Linked DNA regions of Rattus norvegicus: region 2 is linked to region 1. Evidence: chromatin contacts called from public Hi-C data. All regions are on one chromosome and are shown on one strand. The core of a region is the stretch at or near the end of the contact, and the rest is flanking DNA. Distances in the headings are between cores, read along the strand shown. Region 1 holds the start of Wnk2 (WNK lysine deficient protein kinase 2). Region 2 overlaps Wnk2 (WNK lysine deficient protein kinase 2).

Evidence for each region. A called contact is a pair of places that touch in the nucleus more often than the background predicts.
Region 2: a contact with region 1 is called in a Hi-C map of frontal cortex, with 2.1 times the contacts expected there. The contact joins the enhancer-like site here to the promoter of Wnk2 in region 1. A contact is called at or near these places in 1 of 12 Hi-C or Micro-C datasets (frontal cortex) and 1 of 1 datasets of contacts at active chromatin or transcription factors (oligodendrocytes).

What each region holds. Positions count from the first base shown.
Region 1 is chr17:15,709,159-15,713,831 of GRCr8, reverse strand. It overlaps Wnk2 (WNK lysine deficient protein kinase 2), which reads right to left and starts at 3,175. Exons shown (of 27, transcript NM_001191556.1): 1 at 2,415-3,175. The coding sequence starts at 3,095.
Region 2 is chr17:15,783,344-15,787,603 of GRCr8, reverse strand. It overlaps Wnk2 (WNK lysine deficient protein kinase 2), which reads right to left. Exons shown (of 27, transcript NM_001191556.1): 12 at 2,882-3,175; 13 at 2,372-2,421; 14 at 1,412-1,580; 15 at 1,227-1,343. Among named protein-coding and RNA genes, the nearest start is that of Trnaa-ugc8, 37 kb to the left of the region's middle. Within about 2 kb of position 2,848, at least 19 of the 93 cell types and tissues checked have an H3K27ac peak or open chromatin away from gene starts, as enhancers often do.

The sequences.
Region 1 (4,673 bases), core at 1,926-4,425:
GACGGACATGACTTGTGATGTGGAGGCTCTCACCCAGGGGGTTCTAAGCAGGCCCAGACCCCTGTCATGTGAGCCATCCATTCCAAGGGTGATCCAGACAGAGGAAGATAACACCATGCAATGCATTGTAGCCCAAGCCAAACATTAACTGCCTGACAGGAGATATGAAGGCAGTTTCCTCACCTACTGGGGGATCCCAGTCTCCCCCAACACTAAAGCAAGGCACTAAAATCCAGAAGCTACCCCATTTTTACCTAGAGCCAAGTATTCAAAGACCCTTGGCCAGGGGCCAGGCTCCACCCTCTGCTGCCCCGCCCACAACAAGGACAGGCTGACTTGTCTTGCCTTAAAGGGAAAGGGGAATTAACAAGAGTTCCAAGCCTCTGCAATGCCTCAGCCAGATAGGCAGGCTTGGCCTGGGGAAGTCTCTCACATACGGCCTGCTGTAGCACCCCTGCTCTGTCCTCTATATTCAGCGACATTCCATAGTAGCAGTACCAGCAGGTGCTCAGAAAGCCACGCTGGTCATCTGGCAAGAGCAGGGAGGTGGGGAGCCAAGATTCGTGCCATTCTCCAGAACTGAGACTCACATACATCCCCTTTCTCCTGGGTGCCTCTTCAGGTAGCAGGGACACAGGGCACACTTTAGGATCCTGGGCCACACGCTTTGCCCCTCCCCATCCCCACCCATTCTGCATAATCAAGGCTGTCTCTGTACCAGGTCTAGGATAGTGGTTCTCAACCTGTGGGCTAAGACCCTCTCAGAGGGGTTGCCTAAGACTACAGGAAAGCACAGATATTTACATCATGATCCGTAACAGTAGCAAAATTACAGTTACAAAGTAGCAATGAAAATAATTTTATGGCTGCGGGGAGGAGGGGCACCACAACATGAGGAACTGTATTAAAAGGGTTGCGGCATCAGGAAGGTTGAGAAGCACTGCTCTAGGACATGCCAGGTAAAAGAAAGGGGTGGTCCTCATAGGAACCGCAAAGGAGGAAGGAAACTCAACTCCTGCTGAAAGTCTCCAAGAGACACCACTGACCCTCTCGTGTGAAGCTGTATTTCCATGACAGAACCGAAGGGCAGTATGGAGACAAGCCCTTTGAAACTCTTTGTCAGGGGCTGGGGATTTAGCTCAGTGGTAGAGCGCTTACCTAGGAAGCGCAAGGCCCTGGGTTCGGTCCCCAGCTCTGAAAAAAAAAAAAAAAAAAAAAAAGAACCAAAACAGAAACTCTTTGTCTCAGAACAGATTGATAGGTCACCTCTGAAACGAGCGCAGTTTGTACACACATGCCGAGCACGCTGCGGGTGCTGAGAACACAGCCCCTGAATCTCATTTCTGAGCCAAAAGTGCAGGCATCCTGCAGTGGACAGCAGCCCTGGCACCCAGCTCACCCAGGTTTGCCCAGGATGCATTAGCCCTGGAAGGCCAGCTAACTTTACAGGCCAACGGGGTAGGCTTACACCTCCAGCCAGCACTCTCCCAGTTGGCCCCTGCCTGACAGCTGCCCCTCCCTCCCAGTAAGGGAGGGCCTGTAAACACCCCTTGTGACAGGAGCTGCCTCCCCTTCCAAGGCTGGCCCCAGGACGGCTAGGGTTGCGGTTTATATAATCTTCAGGCCCAGGGCTGACACAGCTAACGTGAGGGCAAGGTTATGAAAAATACATGCTGAGCCTCTCTTCCAGAAAAGAAAGGAAAAAAAGAGAGACAGAAACAGAGATAGAAGTAGAAGGAAGAAGGGGGTAGGGAAGAGGTAGAGAGAGAGAGAAAGAAGACAGGCATTTTTTTTTTGTTTCATGACTTTCACGCACTCATCTAATGTGTGAACAAACCAGGCTCTTAGACACCAGGAAGCTGCTGACAGAGCTTCTAGGCCTTGGCCCGCAGGGCCCCAAGGACCCACCAGGCTTCATTCCTGAGACCCAGGAAGCCCTTGCGGGCATCTGCAGCTATCACACCTATATCTTGCAGGGCAAAGGAAAATGCTAATTTGAGGGCAGCTGGGAACCTCCAAGTCCGCTAGAAAAGGGCTCAGAGACAGCCTTCTCTCTCACTACCCTCGGGTCTCTACTGAGTCAATAAAAGTGGGTTCTGAGGACGGACCAGGAGCATGGGCTGACAGAATGAATATCCACTGCCTACTCCAGAACCTATGTCACCATGGGCATGGTTGGGTACAGCACATACCCAGCCTTGACCTCCAAGATGACAAGCCTCAACCTGTGCACAGGTCCAGAAACAGCACCAACAGGCTATCCATTACACACCGTACATGTCCTGCAGGACACCCACACAGATGGTGACACATACCAGCCACCATCCCCAGGGCTGCCTAAAGCCCTGCATAGGAGCAAGGACACACCCAAGGACGCATATGCTGACAGCCCACCTGCGGGCAGCGGCGCTCACCTGCAGTTCACACCATGCTACCTCCACCCAGGTCTCCGTGTCCAGCCCCTTGTAGACCGTCTTGAAGGAGCCCCGGCCCAGCTCGATGTCGAACTTGAGGAAGCGGCCGTCCAAAGAGGTAGCCACAGCCTTGAGGTCGTCCTCATCGTCCTCCTCCTCCTCAGGTTCATCCTTGCGTGCGCGCCCGGGCTCCGGCTTTGCCTCGGTAGCTCCAGTGTCCTCCTGGGTTGGGGCGGGCGCCTCCTCCTGCCGCGGGCCGCCGTCGGGGACCGGGGTGGCTGCAGCTGACGCGGTGGTGGGATCTGGGCTGGGCTCCTGCGTGCCCGCTCGCTCCGGGCCAGGGTCCGAGGGGGCACTCGGGGAGCCAGGAGGCGCAGCGGGCGCGGCAGGCGCGGGCGCGGCGGGGCGGCCCCGGGCGCGCTCCGCGATGAGGCGGCGCGTCTTGCAGAGTAGAAGCACCCTGCGCTGCAGGGGCTGTGGGGGCTGCGCGCTCGGCGTCTCGGCCGCCTCCAGGCCCGGCGGCTCCTCCTGGTCCGACTCCACCACGCTGCGCCGCAGGAAGCGCTGGGGCCCGAGCCGCGCCGCCCTCGCTCGCGGCTCCGCCATGCCCGCCGACCCCGTGCCGCGCCCGGCCTCCATCAACGCGCCGGGGGCGTCTCGGCGGCCGCCATCGCCGTCCATCTCTGCGGGCCAAGGACACACGGGCCCCGCGTGAGCGCCAGCCCCGCCGCACCTGCCTGGGCCGCGGGATGAGACAGCGCCGCCTCTGGGCCCGCGCCCTGCCCAGCCCCACCGCAGAAGTGGCCTGCCGGGCGGTCCTCTGCGGGCTCCGGGGAGAGGGGCTGCAGATCTGCTCCCGAGGCGTGGATTGCAAGGGGATGCCCTGCCTCACTCAGCCCCGAGCCGGGAACATGGCCTGTCTCAAGCTGTCCCAGGGACTCCACAGGGGACGACCTGCTAGGTGTCCCTGAGGGCCCAGAGGAGCTACAGAGGGCTCCAGAGGCTGGAAAAAAGGGTCAAAGCCAGCACAGAGGCGACCCCGTTAGGCTATCCCGCGGGCGGGTGGGAAGGGGACAGGGAGGCCCGCGGTAAGGGGAAGCACCGGACAGGAGCCTGCTCCACAAAGGACGCGGGCCCGGGGCGCGCGGGGAGGGGGCTGCGGCGGCGCGGCGCGCACACAAAGGCGGCGAGCGGGAGGGCTCGATACTCACAGGGCGAGCGGGCGCTGTCCATGCCCGCAGCCCGGGGACCGGGGCGAGCGAGGCGGGCGAGGCCGCGCTCTGGGGTAGGAGTCTTCTCTAGGGGCCGCGTCGCGCTGGGGCGGGGTCCTGACTGGGGCGGGGGTCGCCAGGCCGTTCTGCTCTTGCGTGCTGCTCCCTCGGGCCGGGCCGCTGCGGGGCCGCGCTCCCGCGTGCTCCTGCCGGCTCCGCGCGCCTCCGCTCCCGCACCGGCTCCGAACTAGCGCGCGGGGAAGGCGGGGCTTCCGTTCGTCCCACCCTCCCCAAGACCAGAGCGCGGGGCGGGGCCTGGCACGCCCACCTGGCTGCGGCTGAGCGCCGCCACCTGCGGGATGCTCCCCATCGCCTCCACCTGAGGCTAGAGTCCCATTTCGGCGCCTGGCCCTGAAGCTCTTTGGAAGTGGTCCGCTGAACTGTGGACCTTGAGGGGCTCTATATTCCCCGGAGGTGGCAGGCCACAGACAACGTGACTTAGCCAGAGCTCCGAATCCTGGAACGTATGCCAAGACAAAACAGACAACCCCAGGGTATCCTACTCTCAGGAGCCCAAGCATGGTCACAAAATTGGAGCGTCTTCCGGACCTTTCTGTATTGCCAGGATATGGGAAAACCTCACTATCATCCACGGAAGTTAGTACCAGTAAGCACTGCGTTCCCTTTTTCGATTAAGCAAATCCAGATCTCAAAGACAGATGTCCTTTGCCCTGATCAGTGGCGTGGTGACCCAAGCCTGTAATCCCAACACCAAGGGGAGGAGGCAGAAGGATACTTGATCCGGGAGTAGGACCACATGGCAACAAAGAAACCGTCTCAAAAATAAATGATAGATAGAAATAGAAAGGACTTCTCTGGCCTAAATCTCAGAGGTCCCAAGATGGAGACTGGAAGAGATTTCCAGAAACCTCTTGACTCACCATGTTGATTGTTATCTCCCCCCAATCCCCAGGACTCACAACTTCCTGAGCTACTCAACTCCTACAGACAAGCCCCTCCCCCAGGGGTCTCTGAACCGACTGCAAAG
Region 2 (4,260 bases), core at 1,599-4,098, 74 kb before region 1:
AGTGCAGCAGCTGTGTAATCAAGAGCACCCAGGCGGGCGACACAGGCTGAAGCATGCAAAAGCGTGTGGAGTGTTATACATCTGGCAAAGCTAAACGCAAGCCCCCTATGGCTTCCTGATAGGAATAGGTTTCTTCTTCTTAAGAAGAAATTAAAGAGATCGAAAACACACTTAAAAATAAAACAGGGAAGAACATAAAAATTCGGGGTTCAAGTGTGAATTGAAACCAAAACCAAGCTAAATTCAAACACCTGGTTTCCTCTTCACAGTGGTCTGCCAGGGTAATCAGCCCAAGACCCAAGGAGTGCAGCATCCCACATGTGGCAAGATGGTCCCGGACGAGGCAAAGCTTGTCTAACACCCGTGATGACCAATAATTATCGTCAAGTCAAAGGACCTGGAGTCACCCAGGAGACAAAGCTCTGGGCACGTTTATAATGGGCTTCCTACCTTAGGTTCATTGAGATGGGAAGGCCCTTCCTAAATGTGGACGGGAGTGCCGGACTGAATACAAAGGAGAAAGCTGGCTGGGTACCAGCATTCGCCTCTCTCTCTCTCTCTCTCTCTCTCTCTCTCTCTCTCTCTCTCTCTCCTTACTGACTGTGGGTCCAAGGTGACAAGCCATCTCACACTCCTGTTGCCAAGACCTTCTCTAGCCGTGAGCTAAATTAAACACTTCCTTCCCTGCTTCTGTCAGGTGTTTTGTCTCAGCAGTGAAACGAGTAACTGAGTAACTCCCACCATGCCCCAGCCACCATCTACACCTGCGCTTCCACTGACGCCTCCAACCCCAAACGGGCAGGGAGCAAGGCAGGGGGCCATCGGGAAGCATGGGCTGTCTGGACTCTCACATACTGCTTAGTGGGGAGAGCTTTTAGGTAACTAAGTGTCTCAATCCTTTACGGAGTCCGTAGGAGGAGAAAACAATAGAATGAGACTCCGGAGGGCCAGGGTATCCAGGGGAAACCTGAACCTGAGACCAAAAGGATGTAGTTTAGATTGAGAGCTGTGCAGGTGCTTTGCACCTGAATTGTCCTTACACAGGAGTCACCTGCAGGAAGCTGATGCTCTCCCTGGATATCCACAGCTCTGGGGACAGTTGCTAAGTTTTGTGCCCGACCCACAGGCCACCCAAACACCTCCATGCAGGACTGAACTCAACGTTTTAACTTTTACAAGAGTCTACGGACCTCAAGGAGGCGGCCTCACCCCTGACCCAGCCTTACCATGTATGTGGCAATCTCATCTGGAGCGTCCCCATCGAGGTCAAACTTGAAGGTCACCATCTTGTGGTTATGCGTCTCCAGCTGACACTCCACCATCTTGTCCCCCGTGTTACACACCTGTAGGAAGTCACGATCAGATTGCAGAGGACGTCACACCCATGTGCCCCAAACAGCAGGTCACTCACATTCAGGATAGTGAGCCGGGGCCGGCTGGCCCTCTCCTGCCGGGAGCGTGCACGAGTGGACCTACGGTGGTGTTTCCGGGCAGCCCTTCCCTCCAGCCTGCCCGTTCCAAAGGTGCCTTCACAGTTGTCACTCAGATCTCTTCCAGAGGTGACATCAGAACCTCCCAAGCTGAGGGGAAACCAAGGATGTTAACGGCATACATGGATTACCAGAAAATGTCTACCCTCGGAGCTTTAAAGCCTTAAGTGCCTAGAGTTGAGACCTGCAGGAATGATACTCAGCCTGCAAGGGGACCCAAAACCTCTCTCTCTTTTCCTCCAGTGCCCACCCGGTACCACCCAGGGGCCAGGGGAAGCACTAGCTTCCCAGTGACGGGCTGGATGGTTTGCTAGGCCCTTCTGCCTGTGAAGTGGATCTGCATGCTTCTCTTTCCCCATTTGAACAACAAGATCTCAGGCCTTCTGGGATGTTGTGAGGGCTGTGGAGTCCGCTGAGCTTCCTGCTTGCACAACATCCACTTTCCCTCGGTGGTGGGATCCCAGCTCCCTCCCTTACCCACCTCAGTAAGGACCACCACTGCCACCCCAGATCACAGGAGGAGAAACCTGGACATCTGGACCTAGGTATACCACACAGTACTGAGACTCTGCCCATGACCTGCCCCTTTTGGAATGCCCTCAGCACAAGAACTAGTGCTAGGATCCATAGCTCATCAGGGACCAAGGACAACCAGAACTCAACCTGGACTGACGAAGCCCAGAAAGACGCTCCCTGAGCCACTCTGGCTCAGATTTGGGAAAGGGATGTGGGCGTGCAATATCTGTTAAAAAAAATCCTGATAGTGCCCTGGAAAAGTAGGGCAGGATCTGAATGAAAGTGCCAAGCAGTGCTAGGCTGGGCTAAACTGGCTCCTGAGCCTGCACCCGCCCCCCCATCCTGAGGGCGAGGCCGAGCGGTACCTCTCACAGCTCTGTGGGGGGCCCGGGGGTTTGTCTTGTGAGACCTGCTCCTAAAATAAGAACAGAGTAAAGAGAACAGGGTTACATTGTGCTGATCTGCCTCCCCTCAGCAGGGAAGCCAGCCACAGCATGCAGCTGCCTCCCCACCACCTCTGAGGCTCTCCCCACACAGAGCCCAGTGTGTGGTAAGGGTAATCTTTAAAGGCTTAGAGGCAAGCAGATTCTTGAAACCCAGGGTTGCTTCCTTCCACAAATTGCTAACCTACTTTGATCATTCCCTAAAAAGGACACGCAGGGTTTGCAAAAGCCCTCGGCAACCTGTATACACTCTCTGAGGAAAACCCATTTCTGAAATCCATGCTCTTCCTCCTAATGTGGGCCAGGGCAGAGCGAGAGGCAAAGCAGCTTGGAGTAGCTCTGTTCCAGCGCCCCCTGTGCCTCCTGCAAGCTTCCCTCACCTCGAGGGCTGAGACCCCAGGTGGCTTGAGCAGGGGACAGGGGCGCACACACCTCTTGAGCTGCTTCCACCGTCAGCTGGACAGCAGGGCAGGGGCCAGCGACTGCAGGCCCAGTGGGCAGAGGTGGGTTTGTTGGTGGGAGGAGTGTAGAGGTCTGTGTGGGCACACTCTGAGAAGCTGCGACCACCGTAGGGGCCAGAGAGCTGGGGAGCTTGGGCAGGAGCTCAGGGACAGTAGGCAGCAGAGTATCTGGCAGAGGAGGGGAAAGGACAGCAGGCGGCAGGGACACAGCAGAGACTGGAGCAGCAACATCCGTGGTGTACGAAGGAGGGTGGCCCAGCAGGACCTGGGGGGCACAAGGGATAAGAACACAGGCTGAGTGCCAGGGGGCAGTGGCAGAGGCTGTGCCTAGCTACCTCAGTGCACACACCTTAGGAAGGGTGAAGGAAAGACCCTTTCCTATCCCGCGTGTTTCCCGAAAGCAGTCCCTGTCTTAAAGCACATCTGGAGTGTGGATTTGGCAGAAGCGAGAGGACATGAGCCTCCGAACACAGCTCTGTGTGGGAAGACAGAGGCCTAGACGCCTAGGAACTTCAGGATAAGCCCAGATGAAAGAAGAGTTAGAAGGTAACACACACTTAGTGTCTAAGCTGGGCTCTGGTGGTTTCCCTGGTATATCAACATCTTGCTTCTCTAGCCTTCAACCCAGTTCAGAGCATGGGGTAGCTGTTCCTAGTCATAGGTGCACTCTGAAGAGTACTCAGATACCTGCCGTCTCTCAGGAGACAAGGAATTCGGGCTAATTACCCCACCCTCCTGCCCCGTGACTGTTTCTCTCAAATAGCTCTTTGGGAGTGAAAAGTAAAAAAAAAAAAAAAAAAGAAAGAGAAAGAAGATTTCGGTGTGAGAACCATCCACAGCCCTGGGAGGGCTGAGAGGCTGGAGATTCAGTCACTTTCTTCTCTCAGGAAAAGGAACAGCAACATTCACTTAGACCTATGCTTGGTTAGCAACCCCTGCAGCCTCAGAGGCCACTTCTTTCCTGGACACACACTCCCTCTGCTGGAAGGGATGCCCGAGGGCAGCCAGCCCAGCTCATCAATAAACTTCCGAAGTTAAATGTAATTTAAAAAAATTTAAAAGGGGGTCAATGCCCTGGATAGTTTTGTGTTAGCTTGACCCAACTGAGAGTCATCAGAGAGGAGAGAGCCTCAGTTGAGGAAACGCATCCCTAAGATCAGGCTGGAGGCAAGCCTGTGGGGCATTTTCTTAATTAGTGATCAAAGGGGAAGGGCTCAGCCTTTGTGGGTGGGGCTATCCCTGGGCTGGTGGTCTTGGGTTCTATAAGAAAGCAGGCTGAGCAAGCCAGGGGAAGCAAGCCAGTAAGCAGCACCCCTCCATGGAATCTGCTCCTGCCTTCAGGTTCCTGCC